Regions from separate parts of the Mus musculus genome. Here regions 1 and 2 are each linked to region 3. The links are chromatin contacts, called in public HiChIP or PLAC-seq maps. All regions are on one chromosome and are shown on one strand. Each heading gives the region's core, a stretch centred on a gene start, on an enhancer-like site or on the middle of the called end of the contact. The rest is flanking DNA. Distances are from core to core; before and after follow the strand shown. Region 1 overlaps Vwa8 (von Willebrand factor A domain containing 8). Region 2 overlaps Vwa8 (von Willebrand factor A domain containing 8). Region 3 holds the start of Dgkh (diacylglycerol kinase, eta).

Region 1 (2,700 bases), core at 196-2,695, 340 kb before region 3:
CCACTAATGCATTCACTGATAATTTTATAAATAATATTAAAATGCCAAGTAAGAAAAAAAAATCCATCCATTTGAGAAAGGTAACCTTTCTCAGATTCTATGGCCAATGGCAGGGATGTGCATAAATCTGCTTAGAAGATGCCCACTCATTCTAAGTGATAGTCATGGAACTCACAACCTGACTAGCTATCTGAAGGACTAGCCTTGGCTGTTTGATTGGCAGAGTATGGGATGGTCCATTAGATACCCCATACAGACTGCACCCAGAACCACACAACCGCAGTGTTCTTCTACTGGCAATGTCAACAGTGCTGAAGGATGCATTGGCGGGTGGCCTGCGCGCGCGCACACACACACACACACACACACACACACACACCATCCCGTTCCCTGATTGCTCCTGGACCCTGACAATAGTTGGGAAACATTAGCTCCCCATTTCATTTCCCATGAAGGCTCCCAGAAGCTGTGTGTGTGTGTGTGTGTCCATTCTTAACTTTCATCCTTTCAGTGTTAGCAGTCCGAGGAGAAAGGAAGCATTGTTTGGGGTATGAACAAGTTCTGGAATAATCAACAAAATGGTGGCTACAGAATGGGTTGGGGAGTTGGGGGAGGGTTACCCTGGTAAGCAGTTAGCAAAACGGCCTTCTTTTCCACTTTACTGAAATGTGGCATCCAACTCTGACCAGATTTAAGTTTTTATGTTTGATTTGATTGACACAACAACAACATTTTCCATGATTTTAAAATTATGTCACTGTGCTGTTGAACTGTGTTAATGTCCTGGCTGGAATGATGTCTGGGTTTGATTTTAAGCGGGGGAGGAGCATGAACTCAGGAGCTATAAATAGAACTGCTTTTTATTTTCAGTGTCATTCGTGAATTTATGTGTTTTAAAACAATGATGTATTTTAGTGCATGTGTTGTGCTGGTTCCTAATCCCTCGTGGAAGCAGTGACAGAGCTCTGAAACTTAGAGTTTTGAGTAAGAGAAAGGTGCATATCCGAGTTATGACTTGGGTCAAATTATAGTACTTGGAGCATTAGAGAAAGGACACGGACAAGCCATAACACGACGCATACGGCCAGCAAAGTTAGGTAACATCATCTGAAGGACATGTGAGAGCTGTCTCAGGAAAACTTCCAAAAAGGGGGGGGGGTGGGCTTTTAAAGCACATGTTCTGGCAAATTTCTGCCTCCTCTGAACCTCTGCCAACACTATTTCTGGAGTCTGAGAGAAAACATATGAAGATTTGGATCTTTCTAGGGCCATTATGCAATTGGAAGTTGTTGGCATACCTATTATCAACAATTCCTAAGACATTTCCTTACCACAAGAACTACAAATGTTTATGGGGATAATGGAACACTTCAGGGTAGTTCCACCATCCCAGAAACTCAACAACTACTACCATCTTTGAGAAGAAAGACAGTGCCTCCAATTTTCCTGGCCTCCTTCCCTCCTACCATCTTAAGATCCAACAGTGAGTTTACTGCACTCTCACAGACCATTCCTGACCAACACTTCCCACTTGGCTCTTTCCCTTTTTGCTCCAGGCCACCCTGTAACTCAGCCTTAGCTCAAACTACTTTTTGCTATTCCCTGAACATGTGAAGTTTAATGCCTCCTGAAGGCCATTTCCATTCATCCTGCTGCAGCCTCTCCAGTGAGCTATCTCCCCATCTTCCTTTCGATCGGGTAACTTGGAGCTTATCACGAAGCAGAGGGTGACCTTGAATCTCAATCTTACTGCCTCTAGTCCCAAGTGTTGGGATTGCTGCGTGCACCAGCACACTCATCTTGGAGATCCCTTTTTTAAAGCCACAATCCAAATATTATTTACCTTTGAGTCCCTCCTCGAATTTCATTCTCGGAAAAGAAAAATCAACCTTTTGCCCTTCAGGGTTTCCACACAAATTTACACATAGGAAACTCTGAAAAGTCTTATAGAGTCGGTAACTTTCCAATTTAACAGAGTGGAGAGAATACCACTCTGGAGAGAACAGATTAGAAATGAATCTATGAAATCTTTTATTTTCTTTTTACTTAATAAAATAAAAACTCAGCACAAGGTTAAGCGTGGTGGCATGTGCCTATCACACTTAGGAAGTTAAGGCAGAAGCCTGAGCTAGTATAGACTACCTAGAGTCTTCCAGAGAAGCATGGGCTATATTGTAAGTGCCCCCCCCCCATATACCCTTACACACACCAGCCACATGCTTAACAGAGAAAGAAAGCCGAATTTAAACACAAAATATCAGTGATGGGCACTACTACAAATTCCCAGTAGTATCCTCCTTGGCCAAGAACTTTTTCTTTCTTTCTTTTTTTATTAGATATTTTCTTCATTTACATTTCAAATGCTATCCCGAAAGTCCCCTATATCACCCCCCACCCCACCCTGCTTCCCAAACCACCCACTCCCACTTCCTGGTCCTGGCATTCCCTTGTACTGGGGCATATGGTCTTCACTCTCCTCCCATTGATGGCTGACTAGGCCATCCTCTGCTACATATGCAGCTAGAGACAAGAGCTCCGGGGTACTGGTTAGTTCATAGTGTTGTTGCACCTATAGGGTTGCAGTTCCCTTTAGCTCCTTGGGTACTTTCTCTACCTCCTCCATTGGGGGCCCTGTGATCCATCCAATAGCTGACTGTGAGCATCCACTTATCTCCTTCCCCACAGCTCACAAGTCCCTGG
Region 2 (2,700 bases), core at 106-2,605, 290 kb before region 3:
ACTCTTAGTGCTTTGGGAATAGCACCTTCTCCTGTTCCTGTGCGGGGCCAACCTCTGCTTTTACCTCTGCCAGCCCCCCTCCCCCATCTCCTCCTTCCCGTATGGGCACCATCAGGAATGAGTTTCTGGTCACTCTCTATAACCAGATGATGTGCTTGCTGAGAGAGCCGGAAACAACGTCCCCAAGGGTACCACCTAAGGAGTCCTGTAAGGCGTCCACCGCCCTGCATTTCCACTGCCTCGGATCATTTGGGTCCTCTTTAACTGTGACCTGGACTGTTTCAGTAAGCACTGCTCGACTGTCTGTCTGATTTCTGACTCTTGGACAACACGGGAAGGTGAAGGGAAAGTTATTGAAAGTACAAATGTGCTTAAACTCTGGGTTTCCTTGACAAGGATCTTAATTCCTTCCTTAGTGAAGCCTGGACAATGCGGCCTTCCTCATGCACCAGCCTCATTACTCAACACCACTGGACACCAAAGCCCGCAGACTGAGTTCAAGGGTATGTGCCTTTCTAAGACATTGTCTCTCATACATGACCAAGGCTTTGCAAATATCCATCTCAGCCTGAATAAGTTTCCAACTTGCTCTGTAAACCAGTTTTCTGAGATCTTTTCCGTCAGTGACCATCAATCACCTCATTGGTGTTACCATAGTAACCTGCATGTATCTCCATCACACTCTGTAGTAACCATATGTACTTACTGGCCTGTATTTTCCACAACATAAAAAGCAATTTGAGTCTTGGAGGTGGATCTGCTTGTGTGCGAACATTTTAATCTTTGTACCCTGATGCCAAGGGTACCCTAGGGCCAAGTCTGACTCATGTTTAATTTTTCAGGCCTAAAGCTCCTTGGGTTTATTAAAAAGCTATTAATCTTGTTATTCTACAAGTTCTCTTAGTTACTGCTTCAAGGGTCATATTCCATAATAAAGGACTTAATGAAACAATACTCCTTAGAATAGATGTTCAAAATCTTATTAATTCCTTTTAATTCCCTCAATATTTATTTACCATATGTTAGAAACTTTGCTATTCAATGGAGACAGCAGATGAAGGAAAGACCAAGGGAAAAACATTTTAAAGATCATTCAGTGCTCTGTGGTAAGAGGACAATAGGACATCACAGAAAAAACGGACTGAATATACCCTCTGTCAGTGACACTGGGGATTCTTGTTCTAAGACGACAAGCAGCAAAAGTGAAGGGGTAATGCCAACTACAGAAGCAAACCGCAGTAAGCCAGAACTGAAGCAACTAAAATCCTCACTAATGGTTGATTCATTATGCTCTGGGGAGGAGGAACATTTGGAGGATTACACAAAACCCCTCGAGGCGCCGGTGGAAAGTTCACTGAGGACCTGCAGTCCTCAATGTCTGTGTCACCAATACCATGGCAACAGACACTGTTCAAGGACAAGGACACAACGGTCTTCCTTCCCACTGAACTGCTCTTCTGTGTCCTTCTAGGTCATGAAGCCTTTGCAACCTTAACTATTTTGGAGTTTTTCCTTTGTTACTTGTAAAAATTTCACATTCTTTTCTTTTTCTCATTTCTGCTATGTGGATACAATGTGAAATTTGAACAGAGTGCTTAGAAATATTATTGTTTCTTTTAATCAGGGTTTTGTTTTTTATATTGTAGATAGGAGTGTTTTCCTTCTAGCTATATAGCTTCATTTTCTACTCCTGTGATATACAATATACAATGATGCAGTATTAAAGGAGAAATCAGTTAACTGATTCTAGAATGAAATAAAAAGTATAGTTTTGATAAATAAATGTTTAAACAGAACTATTTTATTAAGAAAAAACTTGCCTAGATATCTTTATACTATTTATCTCACTTAGGGGCATAAATTATGATACTCCTTCCTTAAAAAGATAAAAAGGCAAGTGCTAACATAATTTGTAAATGTCATTATCTGCATGCAGATTAGCAAATAAGAATTACAAAAAGTAAGCATGCTTTTATAATAAAAGAAATATATGAAAATAGCTTCAGAAATATTTAGTAGAACCAAGTCTTACAGAAATTAATCTTATAATAATAAAGCTTTCTAAGTTCAAACTTATTTCTGTGTCTTCCGAAACAGTCCACAGTTACTGGTAAGGTTTAAAGGCAAAATCTCTGCCACAGTCCACTCTCCAAAGAAAAAAGGAAAACAAAGGGGAAGCTTGGAATATGCAGCAAGGAAGAAAGAGAAAGACAGGATGTATAAGATGCTTGCCTCCTGTGAGCTACAGAAAGGACTTAACTAGACACCAAAGCGATAACCAATAGGTCTGTTAGTTTTTATTCAATAAAATGCTTTACTAGCCTCGAGCACAGTCATACATATGTGTGTACATAACACACACATATTAAACCCATAGCAGTAACTCCTCTAATTTTGACCATTAGAAGGAATTTTAAGTCTTATATCACTGTAATAAAAATATTTCAGCACTTCATTTTACCTTACCTGAACTCAACTTAGGAAATCATGACTACAATTACACATCAGTATCATTTGGATCAGAATTAACAACTATGACATGATTAGCTCAAGACCACGAAGCAATGGTCTCACCTGAACATTGTCGTAGAAAAGAACGTCAGGCACTTTCATCTTCTCATGGGCATTGTGCACTGGCACACTGACGGCGCCAATCTTCAGAGACCCGGCGACTACTTCACCTGAACATTTTGTACAGGA
Region 3 (2,700 bases), core at 161-2,660:
CACACAGACACAGACACCTAAGTGAAAAAGAAAAGTCAAAAAAAAAAAAAGTAACAATATGCTTGAAAAAGAGAAGTTCGCTTCCGGTCTGGGATAGCTCAGTCGGCAGGTAGAATGCTCACCTAGATGGAATGAAGGGCTGGTTTTGAGTGAGCCCCAGTGTTCAGCTGTGATCCCAGGGCTGAGGTAAACGCAGCATGGTCAGACTGCTCACTCACCCCACTTAAACCTCATTCAAAGTAAATGAAGGACAGGCTATTTAGGCAGCAGGTTGGAGGCCACTGAACAAAGCATAGTCACTAACAAAGAAGACCCAACAGTCCAAGGGCCCATTTAAAGGAGAGATTCAGGAATGCAAATTTAGTCAGTCAAGTTATAGAAAGTGAGGGCTGGAAACCATCCAGTGGCTTAGCTCTCTCCACAATCCTTAGGTGACCTTTATGAGTGTAGCTTCAGCGGAATATTAGCCTCGGAAATTAGTATGACGTGGGAGCATGCTGGATCAAGTAGTGTTTTGATTTTTCGGTTTCAAAACGTGTGAATTCATCTGTCTACCAGACTAAGGGCCAGAAGATGGTGCTGGCAGGAGTCTGAAGTCCACGAGAGAGGAAATGACCCATGCAAATGCAGTCACTGCTCGGTTTGCAACTAGATGGAAACCATCTTCACTGCCAGTAAAGATGATTTCAGGAAAGATGATTTAAAAAATTGCTTGTTGCAATTTTCATTTTCTTTTTCCCGGAGAGCAGCAGGAGAGACAGTTGACATTTGAGCTCTCTCTCGGAACTGCCCCTGTCCCTAATTTGAGCAGAGCGCTCACAGCGGACCACAGACCGGCTCCTTAGCTGGTTTTCTTTCCACGAAATCTTTCAGCCATAGAAAATGAACAAAAGCAGGGCTCCCCAGACAGCCCAGCCAGACATCTCAGCTGCCGGAATAGGTGCTTGGGAGTGGCTCAGGGGTGCGAAGCGCAGCCTCGCTCTGTTGAAGCCAGGTACTGTCCTGGGCAATTGGCTCCAGGTTTAGCTCCCGAGGCGGCCGTCGGGGGCTACAGGCACCCGTGGCGAGGGATGCCAAGGGGAAAGGGTGCCAGGTTCCGCTCGTCCGGCGCAAGCTACTCATCCCCGACATCCCCCGATTCTTCTGGCGATCCGGGCCCCGCGGCGCGGTTGCCTCTTTTAGCCGCACCACTGCCCGGTGCCCGTGACCACCCGGTGGCTGCTTTCGGTTCCGCGCCTTATATGGCCTGGCAGGGGGGTCACGTGCGTCCCGGGCCGCCCGCCGGGAGGGGCCGCTGGGGGAGGGGCGGACGGCGGGAGAAAAGGGGAGGGAGTCGGAGGCGGAGACAGGAGAGAGAGAGGGGCGGATTCTGCGGCCGTGGGAGGCGGCGGCGGCTTGAGGAGCCGAGCGCTCGCCGCCGCGCCGTGGAGCGGGACTCAGGCGGCTGCGGAGGCGGTGGCGGAGGAAGGGACCGGCGCGGGGGCGGGCGAGCGCGGCGGAAGCCAGAGAACGCGGGAGGGCCCGTGGCTGGCCCCGGGCAGGAGCCAGGGCGGCAGCGACAGCGATCCCAGCGAGGGAGGCGCAGGCAGCGGCGGCGGCAGCGACAGCGATCCCAGCGAGGGAGGCGCAGGCAGCGGCGGCGGCAGCGGCGGCGGCAGCGGCAGCGGCAGCGGGGGCCGGTGTCCGTGCGCCCCGGCGGCCAGCGGGCGCGGGCCGGCGCGATGGAGCCTCAGCACGTGCGCCCCGTGCTTGGAGCCCAGAGCCCGGCCTGGGAGGAACCGGTGGGTACCGCGCCCGCGCCCACCCCTCCCGCTTGTCCTTGCTCCCTGCCTCCCCCTCCCGGCCCATGTTCCGTTCAGGAAGCGGTCCGGGATGAGGTCCCCAGCTGCTTCCCAGCCGGGGCAGCGCTTCCTCCGGCGCCCGGGCTCCTCCTTGCTCGCCGCCCGAAGCGCCTTTGTCCGGTCGGCCTCTGGCGACGGTCCTTAGAGGACCGTTTCCGCGCTTCATCCTTTTCCCAACTTTGCACTTCATTCCCGAGTGTGGCGCGGCGGCCCGGGGAGTGGAGGCGACGGGGTTGCGCGGTCAGCGGGTGGCGCCGGGAGGAGACGGGGCTCACCTCTTGACCGCGCCCTGGCAGTCACCTGGGCACGCAGGTTCCCAAGGACCGCCGCCTGTGGAGGCTGGTGGCTGCCAGAAGCCCAGAGCCACGCCTCCGACTCGAGTGGCCGCGGCTGCCCTGAACAGTTCCGAGGGTCAGGGGACCTGGACCGGGATCCAGCCACCGGCTAACTTCGCTTTCGCCTGGATCTCACAGCACACGCCACGCGTAGATTGAGTCACTTTAGGGGCTCAGAGTGTTGCGTGTGAGAAGAGTCGAGGTCTTTGGATTTATTCCCTAAACTCCTTTAACTTATTTCTTGCACCTCAAACTGAGCCGTCTGTTATCCATCCATCCCTTCAGGGATTCCTCCCAGGAATCCCCGTCCTGCGTAGACCCTTGTAATCTTGAGTGGGCAATGAATTTTGGCTCTGCATACCCTATCTACGTATTTCTTAGTCCTTTTTGATTGACGTTGTGAACCGTCTCAAAAGCCTGGTCCAAAATTTCTGGCTTCATCCTTGCTGCGGTGCTGTTCTGATGATGTTTTCCCAGGGACTTCCTGAGTCTGCTCAGGCGGGCCCTCTGCCTGTTGAGAGCTT

Evidence for each region. HiChIP or PLAC-seq counts read pairs in DNA pulled down with a chosen protein or histone mark.
Region 1: a contact with region 3 is called in an H3K27ac HiChIP or PLAC-seq map of the NIH/3T3 cell line, with 5 times the contacts expected there. The contact joins the enhancer-like site here to the promoter of Dgkh in region 3. A contact is called at or near these places in 2 of 39 promoter capture datasets (cranial neural crest and embryonic stem cells), 1 of 484 Hi-C or Micro-C datasets (uterus), 9 of 115 datasets of contacts at active chromatin or transcription factors (the NIH/3T3 cell line, bone marrow-derived macrophages, embryonic basal ganglia and 6 more) and 1 of 9 other capture datasets (liver).
Region 2: an H3K4me3 HiChIP or PLAC-seq map of neural progenitor cells shows a contact between it and region 3, with 7 times the contacts expected there. The contact joins the enhancer-like site here to the promoter of Dgkh in region 3. A contact is called at or near these places in 1 of 39 promoter capture datasets (cranial neural crest), 2 of 484 Hi-C or Micro-C datasets (Sertoli cells and nephron progenitors), 16 of 115 datasets of contacts at active chromatin or transcription factors (bone marrow-derived macrophages, embryonic basal ganglia, embryonic forebrain and 11 more) and 2 of 9 other capture datasets (adipose tissue and liver).

Annotation. Positions count from the first base shown.
Region 1 is chr14:79,075,231-79,077,930 of GRCm38.p6, reverse strand. All of the region lies in intron 26 of Vwa8 (von Willebrand factor A domain containing 8), which reads right to left. Among named protein-coding and RNA genes, the nearest start is that of Gm30970, 59 kb to the left of the region's middle. Within about 2 kb of position 1,445, at least 26 of the 459 cell types and tissues checked have an H3K27ac peak or open chromatin away from gene starts, as enhancers often do. A contact at or near this core is called in the NIH/3T3 cell line and uterus, where this site is marked.
Region 2 is chr14:79,020,561-79,023,260 of GRCm38.p6, reverse strand. It overlaps Vwa8 (von Willebrand factor A domain containing 8), which reads right to left. Exons shown (of 45, transcript NM_027906.1): 19 at 2,575-2,681. Among named protein-coding and RNA genes, the nearest start is that of Gm30970, 110 kb to the left of the region's middle. Within about 2 kb of position 1,355, at least 28 of the 459 cell types and tissues checked have an H3K27ac peak or open chromatin away from gene starts, as enhancers often do. A contact at or near this core is called in Sertoli cells, neural progenitor cells and stem cell-derived neural progenitor cells, where this site is marked.
Region 3 is chr14:78,731,439-78,734,138 of GRCm38.p6, reverse strand. It overlaps Dgkh (diacylglycerol kinase, eta), which reads left to right and starts at 1,410. Exons shown (of 30, transcript NM_001081336.2): 1 at 1,410-1,781. The coding sequence starts at 1,722.